Regions from separate parts of the Mus musculus genome. Here all the other regions are linked to region 1. The links are chromatin contacts, called in public Micro-C and promoter capture Hi-C maps. All regions are on one chromosome and are shown on one strand. Each heading gives the region's core, a stretch centred on a gene start, on an enhancer-like site or on the middle of the called end of the contact. The rest is flanking DNA. Distances are from core to core; before and after follow the strand shown. Region 1 holds the start of Abhd2 (abhydrolase domain containing 2). Region 2 holds the start of Det1 (de-etiolated homolog 1 (Arabidopsis)). Region 3 holds the start of Kif7 (kinesin family member 7).

Evidence for each region. Promoter capture Hi-C pulls out the DNA fragments that hold promoters and counts their contacts. Hi-C and Micro-C count contacts between places; a contact is called where the count stands out from the background.
Region 2: a promoter capture Hi-C map of the HPC-7 cell line shows a contact between it and region 1, with 3 times the contacts expected there. The contact joins the promoter of Det1 here to the promoter of Abhd2 in region 1. A contact is called at or near these places in 9 of 39 promoter capture datasets (the C10 cell line, the HPC-7 cell line, cranial neural crest and 5 more), 2 of 484 Hi-C or Micro-C datasets (embryonic stem cells and pre-B cells), 2 of 115 datasets of contacts at active chromatin or transcription factors (the SCID.adh cell line and memory CD8 T cells) and 2 of 9 other capture datasets (adipose tissue and liver).
Region 3: a Micro-C map of embryonic stem cells shows a contact between it and region 1, with 2.6 times the contacts expected there. The contact joins the promoter of Kif7 here to the promoter of Abhd2 in region 1. A contact is called at or near these places in 1 of 39 promoter capture datasets (liver), 1 of 484 Hi-C or Micro-C datasets (embryonic stem cells) and 2 of 115 datasets of contacts at active chromatin or transcription factors (memory CD8 T cells and pancreatic cancer cells).

Annotation. Positions count from the first base shown.
Region 1 is chr7:79,271,865-79,274,963 of GRCm38.p6, forward strand. Abhd2 (abhydrolase domain containing 2) reads left to right here and starts at 1,402. Exons shown (of 11, transcript NM_018811.6): 1 at 1,402-1,475. It overlaps Gm31510 (predicted gene, 31510), which reads right to left and starts at 1,165. Exons shown (of 2, transcript NR_169073.1): 1 at 1,103-1,165.
Region 2 is chr7:78,845,931-78,848,790 of GRCm38.p6, forward strand. Det1 (de-etiolated homolog 1 (Arabidopsis)) reads right to left here and starts at 1,281. Exons shown (of 5, transcript NM_029585.3): 1 at 1,177-1,281.
Region 3 is chr7:79,714,292-79,717,088 of GRCm38.p6, forward strand. It overlaps Kif7 (kinesin family member 7), which reads right to left and starts at 1,416. Exons shown (of 19, transcript NM_001291222.2): 1 at 1,374-1,416.

The DNA.
Region 1 (3,099 bases), core at 152-2,651:
ATGAGAAATGGGGGAGTCTGAGGGATATTTTAGAGGGACTTCTGGATCCGCACTAAGTAGCCTTCAAAGGCTGCTACTTGCTCACATTGCTTTGTTTGTTTGTGACAAGGCCTCATTGTGACAGAGGAGGACTCATTATGTAGCTTCAAAGTAAAGCAATCCTCCTGCCTCAGCTTCCTGCTGGAATAACAAACAGGAGACCGGTGCTGGCTCCTCCTCCTTGAGTTGGCTCATGCTTTCCTTGTCGGGGTCCGGAAATGTATTAAGAGAAAATTTAACATTGCTTCAAATCTAAATTCCTTCCTCTGGCTATGTGTTCCTTCTGTCTCCTGCCTCTTCTCTTGGAGCCACACTGCGTGCCTTGGCAGTGTGTCGGTGGCTGCCTCACTGGAGCTCCCTTTCGGGTTGTCAGTATTCTCTCCATCAGGCACGTGCCGTTGCGAACAGAGCCTCAGGTTCACAGAATGGTAGAACCCAGTCTAGGTGCATGGATGGAGAGGGTGAGTGATGAATAGCTAGTCTTGATAAACGCCCGTGGAACACCACGCACTGTACTGATCTTCTATCAGCAACCAGCACTTACCAAATATAGTCAGTGAGAACTCTAAAAGGCTAAAAGGCACGGCCAAGACTGCAGTCTGACTTCAAAGGTCACTTCTTCCAAGTGGCCTCCAACCACAAGGGCTGGTTAAAAGCTGAAAGATCATAGGGACTGTAACAGGTCCATAAAGTCCTGCATGTTCCCACCCACTTCCCTAGCTGAAAGAGGTCAAAGGCTGCTGCCTCCACCTCTTTGTCGCCTCCACCTCTTGCTTTCTGGTTTAGTGACTCACCACCTCTGCTCTACTAAGTTAGGACTCCACACTTCAAACACCTACGTCCTGAGCTACAGGTTCATCTTCCTGGGCACACCAGTGCTGAGAACCCCACGGCTGGGCTATCTCTTTCCCCAGTTCATCTCTATAAGACTCCGGACCTTTCTGCCCCAGAACTCAGAAAGCCATCACAATAGGCCCTCTCCTCTACTCCGTATCATCAACCATCAAACATAACCCATCCTTTAGCCGGCTCCCCTTATCCCGCCCCTCGGGGAGGACCTTACCCAATAGCATCTAGGCCCACTGGCTAAAGACATCAAAAGTAACCAATTATAGGAGAATTGCCCGCTAAGAATCTCCGCCTCCACCTTGAGGAGCAGTCCTACTGACCAATGGGCCACCATATAGACGCAACAAGCGCGATGAACAAATAGAGTGGCGGCTGGGTGATCCAATGGACACTGGGAGAGCCTTGCTTGGGGGCGTAGCAGAGGCGGTCGTCAGGGGCGTGGCGGCAGTTGCCTGGGCGGGGCCGGTAGCGGCGGGAGCTGCGCTGGCCAGGGGTTCCGGCTGTATTTCTATGAGCGCAGCCGGCAGCTGCGGAGCTGCGGGAACCGGACTCCGGGCGGGTTGGACTGCTGGAGTCAATGAGAGAAGGTAAGACCTCGGCTGGGCGAGTTCCACCAAACAGGGATCGCGCCTTGGATGCGTCGGGCCAGAACCCCGAGTTACCCGGTCCCCAGCGTGGCTCGGCCCATCGCGCCGCAGCTTGAGTGCTCCGGATCCGTGGGGACTGTTTGGGGGACTGTCACCTGGCACTGCGGGGATCTAGAGGGCCAGCTTGTCTGATGACGGGGCAGCCCAACCCATTGGTGGGATACGCCTTCCTAAAGGTCCTTTGTCCTCTCCTGCTCGAGGAACCGAGGTTGGGGACAAGGCCGACGGAGGCCTCCTGGCTGCCATCCCTCGCTCTGATCAATGCTGAAGTCTTGGTCCTGGGGGAGGTATCTGGCCGGCCAGACTCAGGGTAGAGAGTGCAGGATGCTGGAAACCTGAAAGGGCCTGACTACAAGCCCTTTCGATGGGCCGATGCATTTTGGGATCCCGGGGCTCACCTACGACCGATGGGTTCAAGTTGTAGGGAAGCAATTTTTGACCTACTTGGAGGCGCACTTTATTGAGCTTGTGGGGCAACTGTTCTAGGTGCTTCGTGGGCTTTCCCCACAAGATCTGTCCAGCAGCGCCCCGGGCTGCCTGCCAGGCCGAGCAGCCAGAGCATCGACCTTGGAAGTGCCTAGCCAGAGGCCAGATGATAGCCACCTGTCTGGGATGCTTAGGAAGGGGAGAATTGTATGAGCCATCTGTGAGGCCCTTCTCCATCCACCCATGCACTCTGAACAACATTTATTGACTGTATCGAGGATGGGACTTACCGGAGTTGGCTAGATTCCAAGGGGATGTTGAATACACCCATAATGATCTTTTTTGAGGTCTTAGCTCTCAAATGCATGTGTGCATGCCTGCGTACAAATGGAATAGATTATATTGAATGCTGAGTTAATCAAGTGGTTCACCTTAAGTGCGCAGTTGGGGGTTCCACTTTCTGGTTCCTCTTTTGTGGTGCCCTCACCTCCAGCTGGTCAAGTTTTACCTGGCCCAGAGGCAGGTTCCAAGAACAGGCTTGGGAGAGATTGCAGGATTGGCAGAGTCAACATGATCTGTGCCCAGAGCTTTTCAAGGACCATTGGGTTACAGTCACACTAAGCAGAATGCATTTCCCCTCCTCACTGCCTCCCCTCATTTGCTTGACTAGGAAGGACATAATCCTCTGAAGGTCGGGAAGCAGAAGAAATAATTATAACCCGCTTTACCCAGGTGAAGATAAATGAAGCTTTGTCCGGGTAGGCAGCCAAAAGCAGCTCAGTCCACGCTGCTGGCGGTCAGCATGATATTTAGAAGCCAAAAGGCTGATGCTCATCTAACTCTTCCCCCTTATTGTACGGATGAAGAAACCTAAGGCCTGGGGTAGTCACAGCTGGCTGGTCATCACAGGGTCAGGACTAAGAGTTGTTCCATCCCTTGAACCCTAGGTCTAGGCAGGACATGATTTGAATTCTACTTCCGGCAGAGTTCTCATTCTTGAAGTTCTAGATGAGTCCAGAGGGGGTAGAAGCTCAGACTTTGGCATCTAAGTGCTTGGGTTTAAATCTTCGTTCTGCCTCTTCCTAGCTGTGTGACTTGGGGCAAGTTATCCAACTTCTCTGTATCAGTTTCCTGGCCA
Region 2 (2,860 bases), core at 31-2,530, 430 kb before region 1:
CAAAACCCTTACAACACATAGTCAGGGTATTGTTTTGCAATCCTTTTGTTTCAAGCTTATCCTCATACAAGCTACATCCATTGGATAAAGATCTAAAAGGCTTGCAGAGCCGCCAGACCAGAGGGAGTCAGGTCTCTAAACTACCACCTCTGGTTGTTTTTTGGAAGGAACCCTTCCCTGAAAGCCACTCGCTCATTTGCATATTGCCTAGAGCCACTTTAGCCCTAGGAAAAGAGCAGAGTGACTGCAACAGACCACACACTGAACTCTACTATCTGGTCTTTTGTAGACACTAAATTCTTCACCTTTGAGAACTGTCTCCAATATCAGCCTCATCATCCTGTCTTTGAAGGCCTTCCTTCACTTAGTGAGACATAGATTCCAACACACTAGCCACTCAATTGCAACTCTCTGTATTTTACTAATGTGTATATTTATGGTGATCTCTCTGGGTCAAGTATACACTTATCTGTTGTATGCCCACCACAGTGCTTAACACGTAGCAAGCTTCCTTCTTAAACGGTGGGCATACCTCAAGCCATCTTCTTGGCTAACGTGGGTAACCACAGGGGAACTTTCATTTTCCGGAAGACATTCTCTCCGGTCCACGCCATAAATTCTCTCGTTGCAACGTTAGTAGTGTCAAGTTTTGGGGAAGTCTTTCTGACCACCCCACCTAAAGGACTCATCTTTTTCTTGTTTCTTTCTCTAGTCATCTGTCACATTTTTTTTTTTTAATTTACACGGTCGCTTGCATGGTTGTGTTTAATGTTTGAGTCTCCTCGTTGAACTGTACCCTCTCTAATGGAAGTAACCAGGTCTACTTCGGTCACCGCGGTATACTCTTCCAGCCCTGGGGCTGGCACATGGTAGACGCTTTGGTGCGGTGCGGTCTGAAACGAAAGCCTGGCTAAAGCGGGTCACTAATTGTGTGAACGCAAGGTTTATTCCTCGTTGGAGCAAGTGCACATGTCCCCACACTCTTGGCGACTGCTTCCAAAACAAGAAAAGGATGCCAAGAGGCAGACACACATGCCCATGGTCGCCCCCGGAAAGAAAAGCCCAGGGCGGGGCCTCCCCGGGCAAAGCCGGGGGCCGGAGCTCCTGAGACCCGGCGAGCATGCGGGGAGGAGCCCGCCGCGGAGCTCTCGCGGGCCGCAAAGGGCAAGTCCTCACCTGTCGAGTCCTGGCTCATGGGGCCAGGGCAAGGGTCGCCCTAGCCTGCTCCGCGCACACCTCCCCCGGCCCCGCCCCCACCATGCCTCGGGACCCCGGCGTCGGCAGCCACCAGCCCGGGTTTCCGCCCGCTACCGGAAGCGCTGCGCAGCGAGAAGGGAAGATCGGAAGATCGAGACGCCATGCAGCTAAGGAGCGGCGCAGCGCACCCTGGCGTCCGGAGGAGAGATCGAGACCATAGAGGCTGGATAAGCCCCGGACCAAGTGATCCAAGGCACGTTCATAACTACTATGAGTAGGAGTTAAGTTTTCACCTGCTTCTTGCATACTGGTGGAAGATGGATTATACATGCACCATGTCACTGCGTTTTCCATGCTCGTGGTTGCACGTGGGGATACAATAAAAGCTTCTGTACTAAATGAATCCAATACCATTGACTGGCCTTTTCACCTACACGTTACTTCATTTAATTTTCTTTTTTCTTACAAGCTATTTCTTCCCTGTGAGTCGGTGGCTTCTCTCCTTTGTGCTTGCGTGTGTGTGTGTGTGTGTGTGTGTGTGTGTGTGTGTGCGCGCGCGCGCGTTTGTATTTGGGTGTATGGTTTATTTTTGATGCTTTGGCAGGAAACCAAACCCAAAATATCTTCTCTTAAGGCTTCTGGGTAGCCACCGCCACTGTTCACCCACCACTGTCAAATATCTGTTTCTGTTGATGTGTATTGCTTTGTTGTGTCTCTCCTCCCTTTGGTAGATTATAAACTGAGAACAGGGATTTTTGTCTTATTTTCTGTTCCAGCCCCACCTCCCACCCCATAACAAGGTTTGACATCTTATAGAATCTCAGTAAATATTCCATCAGTAATCCATTGTGGTCTATCTCTTCTGGACCCCCATGCCATCTCCATTCTATATCCCCAGCTCTTCTGAGACATAGGATATAGAATTAGAGGCTAGGTTGAGCCTTGCTCTCTCTCCCAACCCTCTCCATACCCAAAGGACTCAGAGAATGAATATCTCTGCAGACCAACACATGAGAAAGGGATATGTGTTGACTTTGACCAGGGAGAGAGGAAAATTAAGGTCTAAAGGGGAAAGGTGACTTGGGGATATAGACTGACTATGAAGAGAATGATAGGTTTCTGGCCCAGTCCTACCATTTCCAGGCTCAGTATTCTTAGGTGCTGGCTTTAGAAACCTCATGCCTTTTTCTGGAAAATGACTATACCTGCCTCTTAAGGTTATCCCAAGTATTAAACCTGTTAGCCCTAAATACTTGAAGTCTTGATAAAATATTACTAAAGCTTTCCAGCCACAACTCTCTTCCTTTCCCATGATGAAACTGAGACCCAAAGGGGACATACATCTCTTGCACAAGTTCATACAAGAATAAGAGCCAGTAGGGGTGGGGCCACAGATTATAACCCCAGCATTTAGGAAGGGAGGCAGAGGAATCAGTAGCTCAAGGCCTGTCTTGGCTGCACAGCAAGTTGACCTTGGCTACATGACACCTTGCCCCAAAGCAAAGCAAAATAAACATGGGACAGGGCTGTGCTAATACTCAAGGCATCAGGTCAGATCCCAACTCGGACAGGTGGGTCCCCATGTGGCTTCAAGACACGCATCAGCTTCTCCGAGTCTGGGTTTTTCTTTTTGTATTTTTCATCTCTAATGTGTACAGTGTTC
Region 3 (2,797 bases), core at 166-2,665, 440 kb after region 1:
AAGGGGCACCCAACTGACACAAACCACAAAACCATAAAGCCACAGTAACTTTTCTTGACATCCTCCCCTGGCCAAAAAATAAAAAATAAAAAAAGCCCCAGCACTTGATATCTCCGGTTTTTGTGTTCCAGCTGTCCCACTCCCCCTTCTAAGTCTCTACCATTGCTCCTCCCTGAAACTGCTTGACACCTGCCCATCTTCTTCAAAGAAGCCAAAAGATCCTTCAAGACCAAATTCCTATCACTAAACTCTGCCAGTTCTTTTTTTTTTCCATTTTTTATTAGGTATTTAGCTCATTTACATTTCCAATGCTATACCAAAAGTCCCCCATACCCACCCACCCCCAACTCTGCCAGTTCTATCTCCTAAGTATCTCTCAAGATTATCAGCTACACTCCTCATCCTGTTGCCAAAACCAGTCATGCTGCTGACACCCTGAAGGGATAACTTCTGCCTGCTCCCTTTCCGAGTTTCAGTCTCCCCGACCTCTCCAACCGCGCAGTCTAGAGCATCTTTCAAAAACACAGTTGTGACAGTCTCATTTTTACACCCCACTAACAATAAAGGAAGCTTAGAACACACTCCCTACCTTCCCCATCTCCTGAATACCATGCCTTTCCTCTCAGGCCATCAACCTCTGTGTTACCATCTTCATCCACCCACGCTTGGGCTGGGCTCACCTTCCCCACAGGGCCAGGGAAGCTGCTCTGCTCTGTCCCATCACCACTACAGACAGCCCTTTGTGCTGCCCACATCAGACACTGACCACACGGATGCCAGAGCCAGAGTCTCTCTCCCCATGGAAAGCAAGAACCCTCTTTGTCTATTTCGAACTCTATCATCAGCACCCAGCACAGGGTACAATACTATCTAGCAATCCGTGAGGACCCCTCCCGCCCCCAATCTCGCCTTCTCCTTTCTCACCACATTCTTCAACCGCAGTATCCCACGCTACACTTCGTTGTTTTCGTATTTACTGTTTAGCATCTCTGCTTGTATAACCGCTCATTCATTCGGTTCTGGTTAGGTGCTGGAGCCTGGGTACACAGAGGTAACAGTGCCTGGCGGCACTCCAATCCCCAGGTAGACTCTGGAGCTGTGTGTGGTCCCGGCTTCTCCTTCCCCACAATCAAGGCTCCGAGCCTCAAAGGCGCCCTGACAACTCCACCCGCGCGATCGGCCTCTGGGAACAGGCCCTCCCGGAAAGTTTGCAAAAGTGATTACAAACGTGGACCCTCGCAGGCTGCTCCTCCTGGCCCGGCCCGCCCAGTGAGGGAGCTCGCAGTAAGCTGAGGGGCACAGATGGGGGGCTGCTCAGTCGCCTCCCGGGTGAGCCCTGTCTAGCCCTCCATCCCCTCGGGACCCACACCCACCTGCCAGAGTGCGAGCGCAGTCCCGGGACGCGCAGCCAAGCTCGGCGCCCCGACCCGGCGCGCTCCGATGCCGTCATCGGGACCCCCGCCCCCCCAAACATCCCTCCCTTCACCCGCAACCCCGCCTGCCCCGGCGCTCGGGGGCGGAGGCGCAGGCAGGGCGCCTCCAAGTCGGTCCGCAGACGGGGCTGGGCGGGCCCTCCTATGGGGGAGGGGCGGGCCTCTGCCGGGGGGCGGGCCCAGGGAAGCAGCCAGTGGCTTCTCTTCAGGTCTTAGAAAACTGGGAAATCGGCACCAGACATCTGTCTTCTCATAGACCCACTTCTTTCTTTCTGCTCCCAGGGTTAAGCCATAATCCTCATTAAAAACAAAACGTAACAACAACAAAACCACCTTCCCTAGGAAGTTTTAGTTCCTAAAACTATGTCTCATTTTAGGATTTATGAGATTCAATCGCAGTTTAGAGTCACTGTCAAGGGACACTTGTCATCCAGAGAGGCAAAGCTGGCTGTCCATCTCTTTGACTGGAAACACCATGCTTTGTTGAATTTGTAATTCAAATCTAGAATCCAAGCCAGGGTGAGTGGCCCATGCCTATAATCCCAGAACTCTGCAGAATCCTTGAGCAGCAGGGGATCAGCACCATCCTGGCTACAGAGGTGTAGCCTCTGGACAAACACAAAAATAAAAAATCTGGAAAGCAGACTGGGAGAGGCAGAGTGGGGCATTTGCCTAGCATGAGGGAAGTCTTGTTTTTTTATCCCAAGTACCACGAATAACCACCACCATCCCAGAATACATATTTATCACTTAAAACACCACTAAAGAAAAACAAATTTTGATAGATGTATTCAGATGACTGCCTGCTATAGAGGCAGCATAATTAAAGGCTGCAGAAATGTCCAGTTCTCCCAGATCTATATGAGAAAACACTCAGCCCCATACAGTAGAATCACAGCCTGAAGTGAGGCCAATGATGAGGCCATGTGGTGTCTCATTGGTAAGATAAGCAGGGGCCGGGGGTCCCTGATAGGCATATTCTCTCCCTTGGTGACACAGATACAGGCCAGATTAGACCAGATTAAAAGTAGATACAGGCAGGTTTATTAGGAGGCAGATCTCTGGTGGGTTCACCGATCTCACAGGTGGAGGTCAGTGACGTCACACATCCGCTAAAGCAAGGGGCTTTTATAGAGTTTAGGTGAGGAGTGCCAGCAAGGAGCTGGGGTGATGTTCACACATGGTCAAAAACTGAGCCCCTGGGTGGGCACTCTTGGGTGGGTTGCTGGCAACGGGGAGCCCAAGAGTGATAAAGTGATGATGTGTTAGCCAGACATTTTCTCTGGGAGGGCAGAGTTGGAGGAAAGGAGGGCAGATGGGTTTCCCAACTTGTGCAGGGCACGGGCAGGAGTTCCAGACTAACA